Linked DNA regions of Arachis hypogaea: region 2 is linked to region 1. The links are chromatin contacts, called in public Hi-C maps. All regions are on one chromosome and are shown on one strand. Each heading gives the region's core, a stretch centred on a gene start, on an enhancer-like site or on the middle of the called end of the contact. The rest is flanking DNA. Distances are from core to core; before and after follow the strand shown.

Region 1 (2,700 bases), core at 106-2,605:
GATTTGAGGCTCTGAATGCGTGCTGAGGATGCAGCAGTGAAGTAATCATCAATCTTTTTCCAAAACAGATGAAATCTGGTGAGATGTATGACCTTACTTTTGAAGTTAGTGGTCATAGATGCCACGATCTAAGTAGTGACGGTTAGGTCTGGAAAATGCCATTTCTTAAAGTCCTCCCATTCGGTAGCGATTTTCTTTGCCACATCTGTAACAAATTGAGGAGGAATCTTCGCTGGGTTTAAGTGATCTTCCAAATCGAGACTTTGGATGGTGAGTAATCTGAGATACCTCCAAGTTAAATAGTTGTCTTCATTCAAATATCAGCTATAACAGTGAGGGATTTTTTGGTGGTTGAATCATTGAGTTCGATTTCCATGATGAAACGAAAAAAAATTAAGAATATAAGCTCTTGATACCATAATAAAATATTGAGTAGCAAGATTGAATAGGTAGCATAACAAGATAGTGTAGATAAATAGTCCAAAAAAAAGAGAAGAAAGTGAACTTGATAAATTGAATATTAGAAAATGATATCACACTCTGTTTTCTAAAGAGTAAAGTTATATATATGCAAAAGTCAGCCCTAATTATGTTAGAAAGACTCCTCTACCCTCTAACTAATCATAATAGAATAGAAAATACATTCACTAACTTAGTTGATACTCTAACAAACACCCCTAACTAAGAGAGCAAGACTGTTTAAAAGAAAAAAAATTATTCTCAAATTTGCTTTTAATGCTTTTTTTTTGTCATTTTTCGCAACGCCTTTTTATGTCGAAATTGAACTTATATAAGGCCAACAAAATAGCAATTCAATACAAACGGATCTGAACCAATATAAGACTTCAATGCGGTAGCTCTATCCCTTTATAACCCAAAGAAAATCTGTGGTACCTAGGATTGGGCTGACCAAAAAAACCCAAAAAATGAAAAAAAAAATAGAAAATAGAGAAGAAGAACATTCTACATCAGACCAAAATGAAAAATAATCTGAAGAATATATGCACAAAAGCATCAAGCATGTGAACTTAGTTGCACTTAAGAATTTTTAACTGAAAAATAAATCAAGTTATTAGAATTAAGAAGTAATCCTTTTTGCATATACAATGCATCAGCCTTATCAGTTGTGACTGTGCAGCCACAGTGCCACATACACAGTTAACTGTTTCTCCCTATACTAATTCAAACATGCTTTCGGCTGGAAACCAAGTCGGATATTACTTTTGAATTTTGATTGAGTTGAAATTTGAAAAGGGAAAGAATGCCCTGCCGAATAAGACTACTGTTTTCCATGTGACTTGTCTCACCCATGTTGTCTATATCTAAATATTTTACGTTTATAAAGCCTCCTCATCTTTGCGTAATTAAATTAAGTATTAAAAAAGAAAGGAAAAGAGTCAGGTATCAGCTTACCTCATTGCTATAGGAGCACAAACTGAACCAAAATATACTTTTTTGTCCTACTCAGCTTAATAGACCCTTTCTCAATTTACCCATAACATTGCAATGAAAAAATACAAAGAAAACCTCCACACTCACTCTCTAAGTCACATTCCAAGTAGAAGAATAAGAAGACCTAGAGAAAACAAAGAAAAAAGAAGGAACATATTTATAATAATAACAATAATAAAAAAAAGGTGTGCATGAGACGGCCATTCATCGGTAATTTCTCCTTCTCAAAACCCCTTTTAATTTCTCTGCTTACTAAAGCAACAACACCACATAAATACATGTGCAATCAAACTTGAGGCCATGTGTAATGAGCGTCCCATTATTTTGCCATGCACATGAATCAAAGGGACCTTTGGCAAAGATATAGAACCCAAAAAGCAAAAAAGCATGGTTGATTCTCTATACTGTCTATCATACACAATAACAATTAACATTAGATTTTTTATCCTTTCCAACCCAATCCTTAGTCATAAAGCAAAATCAAACACATCTTTTTTCTTTTTATCATTACAACTCGGACTCTCTCTTTTTTGACACTTTTTTTCCCACTATCCTCTCACCTTTATCTTCAACACTCCCCCGCCTCTCTCGGCTTTTATTCTTTCTATGCTTTGCTATGTCTTTAAAGCACTTCCTCTGCATGAATTACACTGAAATTTCAACACACTCTCCTAATGGCTAAGGAAACTTCTCTGTGCTTCTTGTTTCTCTCATTTTTCATTACCTCATTGTGTTCTGGTAAGTAGAGTTGAATTCTGAAAGAAAAAAAGTGGTAGTAATGATTCTATTCAACTTGTTTATCTTTATTTTTGTGGTGAGAATTGATGTTCTTCATATTCTTGATCTTCTTGTTTCACCCTTCTATTTTGTTTGTGCAGGAGATTTAGTGGGATTTTCAATCAACGTGCTGCAATCGCGTAATCGAATCTTAGTCACAGATCATAGGATCTTGAACTCTCCAACAATCTCCGATTTCTCGATTGATTTCTACCTCAATAAAAGCCTAACTCAAAACTTCATCACTTCAAAACCCTGTTCACTAGTTCCATGGCTAAATTCCCACGTACTGAACTTACTTCCAAAACAAAACATCAAAAGTATCAGTTTTTCTTGTGGAAGTGAGTGCTTCACCAAGAATCAGATACCTTCACTGGTATCTTCTCTTAGATCAGTTCATTCAGTTCTAACTAACAAAGTAAAACTCTCTGTAGCATTTCCTTTGTCATTGTTAGAAAATTTGAAGAGCGC
Region 2 (2,700 bases), core at 116-2,615, 140 kb before region 1:
GCTTCATTTTCCCCACACCCAAGTGAACCATAACTTTGTCTGATTCTCTGTCACTGGACTTATCATGAATTGTGAGGAGTATTCCATCTCGCGGGACAAATCCATTCGCCGGCACTTGCTCAACCCTCACCTCCTTGATTTCCTTCGACACTGTAGGTATTTGACTAACAGGAACCTTGTTATCTCTATCCTTTTTAGACTTCTTCCTTGAACTAAGGCAAAATGAGAGCACACAAAGGATCACTATAATGAATAATCCAACCGCAATTCCAATTACTTCCCAAACCTTAATACCAAAAATTGGAGTTTTCTTGGACAATTCAACTTTCAGATCAGAACCCATGTCTTAGAAAAAGCCTTGATGCCTACAATATATGTAACAAAACAAACAAAATTTGGATAAGAAAGAAACATTAAACAAATCGCATCAGCTTTCAATTTTTTTCGTTTAGTAATAGGTAACATCATGCATATATCAGACCCCTGGAATCTTAATTGATGGATACCATTTAACTAAAAAGCAATGTGAGCAAGCATCATAATGCGTTACAACAACACAATTAGGCTAAAAAAGGAAACAGAATATTCAGCACTTACATCATAAACCAACTTGTGTTACTAGATATTATTACATAAGCATAAACATTCTAAGTAATACAAGCATTCAAACATAGTCTTTCTAACTCTTACCTATCTGTACGGACTCAGATTCACAAGGTCAAAACCACAAATCTCAGATCTCTGAAACCCCTTAACATGAGTCACCCCTTTTACACAAAGAGACCAAACCCAAAAATCTCAGATCTTTGACTATGGGTAACACACAACAAAGAACCCAAATCTACCCAGTTCTCAAAAAAGTAAACTTTTTATATGGAAAACAGCGAATGCTTCCTGGGTATGGCAAATGTGAGTGTAAATCTGAACTTTCAGCGGTGGTGGATGAGAATTGAGAAGAAGTAGAAGAAAAGGGATGTGAAGTAGAAGAAGTCAGTGGTAGGTTTTGAGCTTAAGCAAATACAATAGATGCATTGGAATTTTCTCAAAATTTTCTCCAATGCAGTTAAAGAAAGAAAGAGAGAATCATGCAAATGCAAAACTTGCAAAGAAATGAAGAAATGGTTTGCAAACTCTGCATCTGCATCTGCTAGTTGCTATTGGGATATTCCTCAGCTGTCTGTCAGGAACATGACTGATGATTATTGCCAATTATTTATTTTTTTGCACCCTTTTTATTTATTTTTGGATTTGATTGATGGTTAGCTTTGTAATATTAGTTACACTCTTGTTGTCCGATACCTTAACGAGTGCCTCATAAGTCATAAGTTCGGAACAGGGTCCTTACGTTACTCATTACTCGAACCCAACAAATTAAAATTTATTGCACATTATTATACGCCGAATATTGCCCCGTCATTCTTATCCAACGCACTTTTGTTTTAGAGTGCTTCAGTGCTTTTTTTTTTTTTTTTGAGTTGGACTTATAAATTTTTAACTTAAAAAAATAATAATAAAATTGATAATTAGGTTTTTGAACATGTCTTGCTTAAAATTTCGTTAGTTTTGTTTTTGTGATTTTTTCTGTTTATATTATACTTGCACGTTAATTAATATATCATCATTCACTTCTAAAATAGGAATAATAATGCGTGAGAATTATTTAAAGAAAATTGTAATAAGGCATTATTTATTTATTTATTTACTTATTTATTATTATTATTATTATTATTATTATTATTATTATTATTATTATTATTATTATTATTATTATTAATTTTCCATGATATTTCCAAACTTGACAGAACAAAAATTAATTCGTCGAGAGTTTGAATTTTATTTAAGTTAATAAATTACAAGGTATGATTTGAATTCTCAATATTTGCTTAAATAGAGTAGTGAGCTTTTTTTATTATTATTATTAACAATGAGCTTAAAGTCTAAGGAAAAACAAACTAAAAGACATCAGCTCTTCAAAGTAAGATGTCGATAAAAAGGAGGGGCACGGATTCGGTATACCGTCCTCTTTTGGACACCGAAACGCCAAAAACTTATTTGGCTTATTGGTGAGCGTTTTCAATAGAAAGCCATTAGATCTTTTATATTTTTTTTTAGTTCAATGGTGAAGATTATCCTAAATGTAGTTTGATGTAATTGGTTATTTAATATCTTTTTGCAGCTTTTGTGTTAGTGAGTTGTTTGAAAAATATTATTTTCTTGATGGTTATTATTGTTATATCAGAAATATATGTGGGTTTATATCAAAAAATTAAGAATATGTAAGATTAAATTAATTAGAGCTAAACATTTTCTATTATGTTAAGTGCCATCTTCAACTCCTTCAACCTTTTAGCAGTGAAGCCAAACCGTCCATTCTTCAATACTTCCCTAACACTCTCCAACATCTCATTCGCCACAAGAACTATCCTCACAAACCTTTAACAGCTCCTTCTTCTCCTAATCTCTGCCACAACCTCGCGCACCTCGGCATCAACCATCTAGTCGGAGATGAGCTTGAGGACTCCGACGTGGTTGTCGGAGAAAAGTTGGGACTGAAAAATGGCGCTATTGGCGAGAAAAAAGAGTGACTCGAAGTTGTCGCAGCGGGAGAGGATGTAGGATTGGACCTTAGATCAGATCTGAAGGGAATACGATTAATCGCTAGATGACGAGGCGGAAATTTAGTGTGGAGAACAGCATTGT

What was found. Hi-C and Micro-C count contacts between places; a contact is called where the count stands out from the background.
Region 2: a contact with region 1 is called in a Hi-C map of an unstated tissue, with 4 times the contacts expected there. The contact joins the promoter of LOC112710687 here to the enhancer-like site in region 1. A contact is called at or near these places in 5 of 8 Hi-C or Micro-C datasets (leaf and an unstated tissue).

Annotation. Positions count from the first base shown.
Region 1 is chr9:21,845,251-21,847,950 of arahy.Tifrunner.gnm2.J5K5, reverse strand. It overlaps the pseudogene LOC112710684. Among protein-coding and RNA genes, the nearest start is that of LOC112710685, 12 kb to the left of the region's middle. Within about 2 kb of position 1,355, at least 2 of the 3 cell types and tissues checked have open chromatin away from gene starts, as enhancers often do.
Region 2 is chr9:21,987,940-21,990,639 of arahy.Tifrunner.gnm2.J5K5, reverse strand. LOC112710687 (probable receptor-like protein kinase At5g18500) reads right to left here and starts at 1,365. Exons shown (of 8, transcript XM_025763033.3): 1 at 691-1,365; 2 at 1-365. The coding sequence starts at 343.